2 separate regions of the Danio rerio genome follow, and region 2 is linked to region 1. A link is a contact called in public Micro-C data. All regions are on one chromosome and are shown on one strand. The core of a region is the stretch at or near the end of the contact, and the rest is flanking DNA. Distances in the headings are between cores, read along the strand shown.

Region 1 (6,234 bases), core at 1,285-3,784:
TTTTGAATTCGAAGTTGCACATTAATAGTTGTGTACTTGTAAAATGTCATAATAGCCGTAAACACCAATCGAATTGAGACATGTGGAGTACTCCTACTCTATTGGAGTCGTATTATTGAAATGCAGTACAGACATGTAAACGACATAAACTATTACCATTGTGTTGGACTTTTAGCTGCATTTTCCATACACACTTAGCTGTTTAACACTTCTCGGCACCCATCGAGTCAGTAAAGGACCACAGACACACCTCTCCTCCGAGTGCATTCACACACACACTCAAACAGTGAACTCCTGGATACACATACATTCATCGTTGTCATTATCATCCTGACCGAACACACGTTTATGCTGTCCAAAAAAAAAAAAAAAAACGGTAACCACTGTAGCGTCTCGTGACACATAAATCTGCACCCTGATCTAGTGTGGAAGACTTTACCCTGATTTATATTGAGACTTTCATACTGGATTTCATATTAGGCAGTTGTTTTGGATTTCCAAAGATGTTGGCACATTCAGCCACCTCAGTCAGACTCTGCTCCAAGTGATCTTCAGATGTGGAGCCAAGGACAAAGTTAGAAAAAAAAAAAAAAAAAACTTTCATTAACACAACAATGACATGAGCATCATTTACACAATTTTTTTTTTTACACTTTGTAACTTCCTTTTGCCCTGAGTGGTGATTGAAGTGTCTAGTAAGTGTTACCATCTTGTGGTTGCTTAGATAAAATTTATGAATGATATTTACTGGTTGCAAATGAGTTTTCTTGCTCATTCAAAATAAACAATGTGACACAAAGTATAAACGGAATCATTACATTAAATGATTAATTTTAAAGATGAGCAAGAAAATAAAATGTGACCTTTGTCATGTGGCTCACAAAAGTGTGTTTAGTTGTTAAAATGTTCAAATGAATAAATATTTTAAAACTAGCACACCATACCAATCTAAATACAAAACAATCTTTTTTTGGTCAAGTTTCTTTATTGCAACATCATTGTCACACCATCTCAGATATATATAAAAAATATATATAAGGGCATACATGTGTCAAATCCATATATAATATAGTGGCTTGACAATATTTTCATCCTGTAATTTAATGCCACTTTATAAATCTTCTGTGAAATATTTCAAAATCCACAGCTTGCCTTTTTCCAAACAACCCAAGATGGCAGCATCCTGTTGAGCAGACCCAATAAGTTTATGTGAAATAGTTTGTTGTCATCAAATCAAATCCCTATACCAATATTTGTGAATATCAGACAAAAACTGTAGAAACCACAGTGACAAATTGTAAATGTTAGGGGGCGCTGTAGATACTGTAGAGTTCCAAGCTCTTAGGTAAGGTTGTGTGAAGGCAAGTTGGAACTATAGAGACACCAGCCCTCGAGGACCGATATTGGTGAGCCCTGATATAAAGGAAACTTTAGACCTTTATCCACTTTAAATAACCTGGAATAGATGTTAAATGTTTTTGTGAAACTGTCATTGTCAACAAAGGACTTTATTTTTTAAAGTAAGTTTTTATTGTATTGTACATTTTAACTAGGGGCACTAGAGTCTAGAGACATACCGTACTTCTTGAAATGTTTTACTGAAAAAACATACAGTTTTTTTAAACTTCTGGAATGATTGTTTATTGTAATTAATTCCTTTCTTAGTTTCTTTTTATAACAACAACTAAAATCTTAGATTTTTATTGTCTTTGATTCACCTAGTTCAGTGGTTCTCAAACTGTAGTACTTGTACCACTAGTGGTACACAGGCTTCCTTCTAAAGGTATGCAGATGAATTAAATATGTAATATGTAAATATGCTACATATATTTAAATAAATGATCAAAAAAGATTTATATACGAATATGATGACATAAAGCCTATATTTATGAGGTCCGGGCAACATTTCCAGGTGCTAATAAACCAGGAGTTATTTCTTTTTTTTTCTTCTTTTTTTTTTTTTTTTTACTTTTTAAGAACAGTAACCTACCATTTTCAACTTTTAAAAGCACATTTTAATTTAAATGTTCTTAATAATAGGAACTAATATGCCTCCCTTTTGAACTGTACAGAGCTTAAGCTGCTTTACTAGACCTAATACACTACTGTGTTTCAAAACTGCTCATTATGGTGGTACTTGCAAAGACAACTTTTTTCCGAGGTGGTACTTGATGAAAAACGTTTGAGAACCACTGATCCAGATTATATGAGGACAAAGAAGTAAAATTGGTTAGGAGGCATACATCTCGGAGTCCCTGGTGCTCACACTTTCAAGGGCCTCAAGATGGCTTCATACTATACACTAGTTTTATGTGAATCTTAATGAATAATTTTTTTAGTTTTACCAAGATGAAATGTAAAATTAAGGTGCAGAGCGGAGGTTTTTAAATTTCTGTATCCTTATTTAAGAAATCCTCATTCAGTAAACAACAAAAAAATGGGAAATTTTAAAACAATGGCTTTGGAGTCAAAATGCAGTGAAGGACACCTCTAGATGGAGCTTTTGAATTTTTTTTTCAAGTAGATTTTCCTGTTCTCCGTCTTCGTTTTATGTTAGAAGCCGTGCCTCTTAACCTCAGGGCATACCTCCAGCCGTGCCTTGTTGAACTTTTTTTGCTTTTTGAATTATTCATATTTCTCTAAATTAATAATTTTCAAATATAATGTGGCTCTCAAAGGCTTGTCAGAGGTAGACTGCTGTAGCTTAAGTCTTGTGAGCTGGTCTTTTTTTTGTGAATTACTGTATCAAAAGCATCTTATTTAAAAAACACACACACTATTAAAGGTCTAAAACAAAACACATTTTTTAAATTAAATTTTTTTTTTCAGATTTTAATTAATTCTTACCTCTAAGCTAAATGATTAATCACCCATGGTTTTATGAAATTTAAAGTTCATACACTTAGAGAAAAAGTGGCTCTAAACAGCACCAAATTAGTGTTCTTCAGCTTATAACAATAGCAGAACCATTTACAGTATATTCTTATAAATGCTTTGAAAGTGCTGTATAGAACCTTAAAATATTTTATATAATATTTCACAAATGTTGGCATGATTATTAGTAAAAAGATTTATTTGATTAATTATATTTAGTCATATTAATTCATATATTGTTTAATAATATTTTATTAGTAGTATTAATTTATCTACAGTATAATAATATTTTTTATTTATAATTATTTATAATATATTAATATATTATTAGTTAAGTCTTACATCTCGCAGGCTGTGATAAGAATTTAAGAAATAAAATTGTTTTAAAAAACATTATACTTACAAAATCTTTAATTAAATCTAGAGCTAGATGCATAATTAACAAACCAAAACCTTACTTTGTTTGTCTTTTATGTTTTCATAAAATGTGTTGCAATTCACTATAATATTGAAACTTTGTAAAGTATCTCAGTTCACATAGTAAGAGCCTTGATATGTTCTCAAACTGCATTTATGCTCCCAAAAAAGTATGACTACTGTGTAACACTAAGGTAAATTCCCATCTTCACTAAGAGGAAGCAGTTAAACAGGAAGTGTTTATAATTTTGACGATAACTTAAGAATGCGCATGGATAAAATATTCATCTGCTTGGGCTCCACACAAGACTCATGCATGTGTCGTTCAGACTAATATGTGCTGCCTGGCGCTCAGTCAAGGGTGTTGGAGAGAAAATGAATCGAGAACCTGTAATTATACTGGTTTTACAGATCTGACTGTTATGAAGTCAACAAATAGAGTATTGAGTCATATAATGTTGTATTATTTCATACAGCTTAAAATACTGTTGTTTGTATATTATGAAACCATCAGGTATTTGTTCTAACAGACATTATTGTTGTTGTTTGTTTTTATTTGTAAAGGTCGGTATTTAATCTTAAATATCTCTATTTAAATATTGAATCTTCATTTGGCAACTACATGGAAATGACAAACTTGTCATTGTTTACTAATGTTGTTCCAATCCTCCAATTTAATGTATGGAACACAACATGTGTTTAGATGTTCATAGTGCTATTTTATTTACACTTAAAATGCTTTTAAAATGACAAAAAGCAATTAATAGTAATGACATGATCTAACATTAGTTTTTGTAACACACACCCAGAGGACAAAACAAGTCTCCAAATCTCTATTAACCACACTTATTATCAAGTTAGGGTTGTTACATCCTGTTACAATTACAATTGACTTTAAAGTTTTATCACTGATTTATAAATCACATATACAGTGAAATCTGAATGAATAAACCCCCTTTGAATATTTTTCCTTTTTTAAATTATTTCCCAAATGATGCTTAACAGAGCAAGGAAATGTTCACAGTATTTCTGATAATATTTGTTTCTTCTGGAGAAAGTCTTCTTTGTTTTATTTTGGCTAGAATAAAAGCAGTTTTAATTTTTTAAAAACATTTTAGGGGTCAAAATGATTACAAACCATTGTTATACAATAACTTGCTTAATTACCCTAACCTACCTATAGTTAACCTAATTAACCGAGTTAAGCCTTTAAATGTCACTTTAAGCTGCATAAAAGTGTCTTGAAATATAGCTGGTTAAATATTATTCACTATCATCACTGCAAAGATAAAAGAAATTAGTTACTAGAGATGAGTTATTAACACTATTATGTTTAGAAATGTGTTGATAAAATCTCTATGTTAGAAAGAAATTGGGAAAACAATTGGGGGGCTAATAATTCTGACTTTAACTGTGCATTGCAGATCTGCTGGCTAAACATAAACAAGACAAAACAAGGTGAGTTCACTTATATGTATTATGCCATGTATTCTAATGTAAAAAAAAAACAAAAAACTGATACTCATTAAACATGATCAACTTTAATGTGAACTGTTTTTCCATAAGCCATTTTAAAAAAAGGATATAACTTATCATTGGTTTCAGCATGAATGTATGGATTAACGTGGTTTTTGTACCAGTGACACTAAAATATATATTTTAAAAAGTAATCTGCAGGTATGTCTCATGCTGTTTTTTTTTCTTGTTGAAAATATTTATGTTTTAAAAATGTAAAAGTTACATATAAAGATAGAGGTAGATATTGAAAAGTTCAAAATAAACATGTTGATAAAAAAAGTATAAATAAGGCATTTCTTTTAAAATAATTTAAAATGTTAAAAAGAACCTAAGTACAGACAAGAACCCATATTGAGAAACAGCCAAAACATTATATAATTTGTGTTATTATTCAACTTTTAAGGTAACACTTTACAATAAGGTTTATTAGTTAATGCATTTACTAACAAGAACCAATGCATCACTTAACATTAACTAATGAACCTTATTGTAAAGTGTGACCACTTTTAACTTTGTTTTTGTTTTTGAAAAATAATAGAAGATTTATTCAAAAGACCGCCCACTACCAAAGTCCCTTTAAGCAAAGAGCTTAGAATGACCTGGAGGCGACACGCAGTTGAACATTCCATTGAAACAACAGCGCCCAGCAACAGCCCCGGATTCCACCATTTTGGAGTGAAAGCGATCGGCTGTCCACTGGATCTTATTGCTGTCGCGATGGCAAGCAGCTGCTTTGTTTTTTATTTATTTATTTAAAAAGCGCATTACAGCTGAGATATAATCTGAAAGACGACAATACAGCACTTACTATGACAATCATCAGCACTTTTGATAGTTTATTTTGCAGACTTATGATATGCTGTTGTTCTATTGGAGTTTTCATTCCAAAATGGCCGCCACCATTTTCCCAAATTGCACTAGAGTGTCGCCTCTTAGTGATTCCATGCTCTTTGCTTTAAGTCAAGTCATTTCACTCTGCGGCCATCTTTGAATCGCCTCTCGGGCAGTATGCTCAGGTATTCAAATTCTCCAGAACTACTTACCAAGCTTACGGATATATTTCACATTACAAATAACAAATACAATTAATTAACAACAGATTAATTTCTAAATGTTCATATCACACAAAATCTGCAGAAACTCATGTCTGGTCCGAGCCCCTCCCCTGGAGAATTGTAATTCTTTAGCGATTGCTGATTGGCTACTGTACTAGAAGGCGGGCTTTATTTACCATATAGCAATCACTGATTGGGTCCTGTACTAGAAGGCTTGGCTTCATTCACCACATTGACCGTGACATTTTTCCCCATTTAAAAGTATACGAGTGACATGTCTTGTGTATTCTAGAGTCTTTGCTACTAAGTAGGTACTGCATAAACTTACTATTCGGCTATTAGAAAAGCACGCTCTATACAGAATAAATGT
Region 2 (6,234 bases), core at 2,345-4,844, 170 kb after region 1:
ATTTGCGGAAATAAAGTTTGTATTAACATCTGATCTGGAAAGAATGATCTTCACAAGAATGCAAGTGCATTCTCTCTGTTCTTGGTATTGAGAAACAGCTTTGGTAGTGTTAGGGTGGTCTGAGGGTGTTAAATCAGAGACAGTACAGTAGGCTAATAGATACTAAATCTTGTAGATTGTCATTCTGGTTGCCTCTCAGTGCACAGAGAGGCCCAGCGGGACATGGTCTGCTTCCTTGTTATAAATATGATAGACTGCAACTGTGAGCTGCAGGTAACTGAACGCACGGTTTACTTTGTTTTCAGTGAAATACGAGAGAATCAAATTCCTGGTGATTGCACTGAAGAACTCGGTAGAGATTTACGCATGGGCCCCCAAGCCGTACCATAAATTCATGGCTTTCAAGGTATGGTGCTCTAAGAACATTTTCTCATCTCTCAGTTTTTCTCTGCATTTCTTACATGCTTGCTTTTCTGCCTATTTAGCCAGTTTGTGACAGAATCATTTGTAAAGGGTAAAAATGCCTTTGAGGTTTGCGTGCATTAACTGCCTGTTTATCCAATTGTTAAGTCTTGACATGCATCTCTTTCTGCCTGGCAGTCGTTCACAGAGCTGCAGCACAGACCTCAGCTGGTGGACCTCACAGTAGAAGAGGGTCAGAGGTTAAAGGTCATCTACGGCTCTAGTGTGGGCTTTCACGTCATCGATGTGGATTCCGGAAGCCCCTACGACATCTACATACCGTCACATGTAAGTGATGTGATTGTAAATATTATCAACTGAACAAAAACAGTAGTTTCATACTGAATAGTGCTGCAATTTTATTGTGAAAATAAAATCACTTGATAAACTAAATAATTAAGACATATAGGAAGTATTTACATGTGTTGACACTTTTCTGAGGTAGGTGAGAGAACTCAAAAGGGCGGCAAGTTAAGGAAATCTGTTCATATAAAAAGCATCAACAAATAGAGAAATAATTATAATCAGCTTGAAAACACTTGCGCACACAAATTCTCACAACACATGCAAATACAGAAATATGCTGCAAATAGCACAGATCACAACAAAAATGTGCCGGGGCACCATAATAAGTAACAAACCCAGCTGCTTCCTGTTTTGAGTGGTGTTTCAGGGATCTAAGAGGTGAGTTTTCTTTTTGTGTTTATTTATTTAAAACATTCTGATATTGTGTTTTTTATGGACTTTTAATTCTGGTAGTATGGACTTTATTTTGAATGTTATTACTCAATACAAAATAATTTTTACTTTCACATCATCAATGTGAATTCTGGAAGCTCCTATGACATCTTCATACCATCACATGTAGTAAGTGATGTGTTGTAAATGTTATAAAATGAACAAAAATAGTAGTTTCATACTAGGTAGTGCTGTGGTTTATTATAGAAAAAAATCACTTGATAAACTGAATATTTTTTTAATAAAGACATTAATAAAGTTCCCTGATGCAATGTGAAGATCTAAATGTATTTACATGTGTTGACACTTTTCTATGGTCTCCGTCAGAGCTCAAATGCGCTGCAAATTTAGAGAATGCATTCAAATAAAGAAAAAACATCTACAAATAGAGAAAACATTTTAATCAGCTTGACAACATTTGCGAACACAAATCTTGTGTTCGCAAATGTTGTCTAAGAGGGGAGTTTTACTTTTTTTCTGTTTGTTTATTTTAACGTCCTGATAATATGGTTAGTATGGACTTTATTTCAAATGTATTTACTCAATACAAAACAATTTTTACTTTCACATCAATGATGTGGATTCTGGAAGCCCCTATGACCTCTACATATCGTCACATGTAAGTGATGTGTTCGTAAATGTTAGTGCTGTGATTTTATTATGAAAAAAATAAAAAATAAATCACTTGGCAAACTGAATAATTAAAACATATAAGAAGTAACCTGATGCAACGTGAAGATCTAAATGTGTTTAGATGTGTTGACACTTTTCTGAGGGAGCTCAGAAAATATTTGAATCAGCTTGACAACACTTGCGCACACAGATTCTCACAACACATGCAAATACAAAAATAGGCTGCAAATAGAACAGATCACAACAAAAAATGTGCCGGGGACCATAATAAGTGATGAACCCGGCTGCTTACTGTTTAGAGTTAGTCAGGGATCTAAGAGGTGACTTAGTTTTTTTTCTGTTTGTTTATTTTAAACGTTCTGATAGTATGATATGTATGGACCTTTAATTATGGTAGTGTGGACTTGATTTCAAATGTAAAAACTTAAATATATAATTGCAATTACTCAATACAAAAAAATACATGTATGCGACCTTTCACACTGAGCCCAAAGAGACAAAGCAAACCAAAAACATAGCTGTTGACAAATTCAGAACTGACTGACTATGTTTACATGGACATCAGTAGTCGACATATTTGCCTTGTTCAGAATAAGGCAATAATATAATTAAAGTGTTTACACAAGTTGGTTTTTGAATGTTCCTTTCATGATCCTGTTTTACATGTTATAGCACATAGATCGATTAACGTCATTGTGTCACCATGCTATCCACATTCCTCTGGAGTTTCATGTAATTTCAGGTGTTTCGCTCTTAATTTTTCGACTTTACCTGCAGTTTGGCACTTTCACTTTCATTCAGGAACATTTCATGTGTGCCCCCCGTGACAAACAACATAATGGAAGCGATTATGAACTGCTGGAAGAGTGCAAATATAATTTGATACAGCACACCTTATATGAAAAAAAATCCGTATTTCATGATACTTGTGTCAAATAGCTGTGTGTGTATGGACTATCCTGTTACAAATTGCGGTGAAACGTCCTACATGATGTAATAGTCTGATTAATGTGTTTACATGTCTGTACTGCACTTAAAGACAGCAACTAAAATCTAAACACTCCACATGTCTCAATTCCATTTCTGATTAGTCTGATTATTAATCATATTAAATTAATCAAAAATTGCTGTTTATGTGATACTCTTAATCAGAGTATTGTCTTAAGCATATTAAAATAGGTTTATTGGTGTTCATGTAAACATATTGCAAATTTGCATCTCATAAAATGCTTTTCTTGATTTTACACCAGAAACACAAACTACCATGTTTCCAGTTTAATAAAATATTAAACTAACCATTGATTCATATTCTCTTGGCAATTTACTCAAATGTTAACGAATAAAAAAGATCTGTTCTCCAGAAAACTCAGAAAACATAGAAAACTTGTGTTTTTTTTTCATTGTGATTGATCATGTACGTTGTGAATAGAGGTTAATTGTTTTGGTTTAGGAGCATCAAACATTTACTCACTTTAATCATGCTCAGCCTAAACAGACTTTTGTCTTGTGGGAAGTTAATATTGAATTTCGACAGTTTTGCCACAATCCCCAGTTAATTTGTTTTCCTGATACAACACAAATAATTGTATAACTACAAATGAAACATGAATGCACCTGTTTAGACCTGTGTTCATCTCACCGATAACAGGCTGTGGTTTGGCATCTGGAAAAACACAATTTAGCTGTGCTTCTGGTTAGGGGATCCAGTTACAGGCAACATCCTCTCAATTGGTTCAGATGTTCCCTTGGCAGTGTTGCTCTTGGGGGTTGTAGTCTAATCTTGGTGAAATAACATGTGCCTCCACATGTTATGTTCCCTTCACGGCATTTGAAAGTGTGAAAAGCGATTTCAGGAAGGCAGAAGCTATTTTTAGACCAATTCATGAAGAAGCGGTTAAAATAATGAGCTGAAATTGTAATGATATTCATCAAATGAGAAATAATGTTCTATCTGTCTAATAATGTGTTTAAGCGGAAATATGCTTAAATATATGTGCCAAAATTAGTTGAGCAATTTATTGCATTTTTTCCTTGTGTACATTTTTAAAAAATAAAGCTTCTTTAGTGACATTGATAGTTCAATGATGAACATTTGATGTCTGTGGAACAAATATTATTTAAATTCAAAAAGGTTCTTTAAATTAGTAGTTTATCTTCAGATAATAAAAAAAATGCTTATGAATTTTTCATTAAAAATTTTATTCATTTTTAATGAATTTTTAATGAACCAAAGAAGTTCTTATATGACACCAATGCAAATACTTCTTTTAATGTTTCTTTTTTTGTTTTTTGTTTTGTTAATAGTGCACTTTTGCAGTACATTCCCTTAAATTCCCAGTAAACATTAATGAACAAGATTGGAAAATGTGGCCCTCTACTGGTCTCCTTTAGCACTGCAGCCTGTAACATCTTTTTTTCTTCCTTAGATTCAGAGCACTGTGACTCCTCATGCCATCGTGGTGCTTCCGAAGACTGATGGCATGGAGATGCTGCTGTGTTATGAAGATGAGGGCGTTTATGTCAATACCTACGGCAGAATCACCAAGGACGTTGTCTTGCAGTGGGGAGAGATGCCCACCTCTGTTGGTAAGTCTGCCACAATGACATATGTCATACTGTAGTTGGTGCTATATTTGTTTTAGGACTTACTTGCAGTCATTTAAAAAACTATGTTTTATAAAGCAGGATTTAAAGCTTGATTTAGGCGATGCAGTGGCACAGTAGGTGGTGCTATCGCCTCACAGCAAGAAGGTCGCTGATTCGAACCTCGGCTCAGTTGGCTTTCTGTGTGGAATTTGCATGTTCTCCCTGCGTTCGGGTAGTCCGGTTTCCCTCAAAGTCCAAAGACATGTGGTACAGGTGAATTGGGTAGGCTAAATTGTCCGCAGTTTGAGTGCATGTGTGTGTGTGGCTGTTTCCCAGAAATGGGAAAAGTTATATGCATAAGAGATGGGTAATTTATATGAATAAATTAGACTTGGACATGCTATGTTATGTCCACATGCCTCCTCATTCATTTCACTTTTTGTGTGTCGTGTTTGAGCTTGCTCAATGAGCATGAGCAAATGTGTCATGGTTTTATAGTGGTGTTTAGAGTATATTGCAATTAGTTTTTATTTCACATGACTTTTCAGAGCTCAAAATGAAGGATTTACCAAAATCTGGAGGAGCTCTTGAAAGCAGCAGGACTGTGGGTGCATAAGCATAATTTTTTGTCTAGTCTATTTGAAAGAGAAGCGATCACAGTTGCGTTTCCAGACACGGTTGCTTCATGAAAGAAAACAGGAGCGCGCACGCATTTTAAACGGTCACGCGATTCTCTTCAGCTGTTATTTTTGTCAGTCATGCTGCTTCAAGATTTTAAGATGGCAACTGCACGCATATTGGGTCATCCTTATAGTCGAAACCTGTTTTTAAGAAAACTACAATTTAAAAGTTATTTTCAATCAGCCAAAGTGGCTAGTGGGAGTGTCCATCTAACCCGCCAAAGCTGAAATCTACCCGCATTTAGCGGGTGTTAATGTCAAGCAGTGGTTCTCAACCATGTTCCTGGAGGACCAACAACACTGCACATATCTATGGCTGCGTCCGAAATCGCGTACTACTCGCCTACAAACTCTGAAAACTGAACTGACACTGTTTCAATTTACTATAATCTTCTATGTTAAGCTGCTTTGACACAATCTACATTGTAAAAGTGCTATAGAAATAAAACTGAATTGAATTGAATCGAGTAGGTACTTCATTTGAATTTAAATTTACTAAACGACCATTAGAAAAGTACACTTTATATAGTAGTAATGTGAGTGGTATAAATGGAGCTCGGACGTATACATCCGCCATTTATCATTATCGCGTGACCTACTTGCATCAGTTGCGTTGCATCACTCCCATTTATGAATTCTCCCACATGGCATCATGGGATAGCATAGAATCAAGGGGATACATACTTAATAATCTTTATGAAAGTAGTTGGACATTCTGATACTCCATGCATTCTGTTTTCCAGAACTGGTTTTAGTGTGTGATTTCGGACCCAGCCATTGTTTCCTTACCCAAACACACCCAATTCAGATCCTCAGCTCAATAGCAGAGACTACTCGATCTGCAAAAGGTGTGGGAGGTTAATGAAGCATGCAAAACATGTAGTGCTGGTGGTTGTCCAGGAACATGGTTGAGAACTACTGGATTAAAGCATATTTTTTTAACTAGAATTCCAAAATTAGCCAGCAATAGGATACTATGTTTAATTATATATTTATTAGTATAACATCCATCTGCCATGTTGTTGATTAGATATTAACATATTTAGATGAGTCTCTTGTGACCACTTGGGTTCAGATTTTATTGAGAGACTTCTGTCTTTTTGGTCAGGTTTTAATGAGAAGCACACTTACTAGT

What was found. Hi-C and Micro-C count contacts between places; a contact is called where the count stands out from the background.
Region 2: a Micro-C map of caudal fin shows a contact between it and region 1, with 5 times the contacts expected there. The contact joins two enhancer-like sites. A contact is called at or near these places in 1 of 18 Hi-C or Micro-C datasets (caudal fin) and 1 of 4 datasets of contacts at active chromatin or transcription factors (caudal fin).

What each region holds. Positions count from the first base shown.
Region 1 is chr2:28,973,602-28,979,835 of GRCz12tu, forward strand. It overlaps LOC141378206 (a long non-coding RNA gene), which reads left to right. Exons shown (of 3, transcript XR_012392126.1): 2 at 4,716-4,749. Among named protein-coding and RNA genes, the nearest start is that of tnika, 18 kb to the right of the region's middle. Within about 2 kb of position 2,535, at least 2 of the 62 cell types and tissues checked have an H3K27ac peak or open chromatin away from gene starts, as enhancers often do. A contact at or near this core is called in caudal fin, where this site is marked.
Region 2 is chr2:29,137,892-29,144,125 of GRCz12tu, forward strand. It overlaps tnika (TRAF2 and NCK interacting kinase a), which reads left to right. Exons shown (of 31, transcript NM_199703.1): 27 at 306-406; 28 at 601-750; 29 at 4,260-4,419. Among named protein-coding and RNA genes, the nearest start is that of slc2a2, 14 kb to the right of the region's middle. Within about 2 kb of position 3,595, at least 2 of the 62 cell types and tissues checked have an H3K27ac peak or open chromatin away from gene starts, as enhancers often do. A contact at or near this core is called in caudal fin, where this site is marked.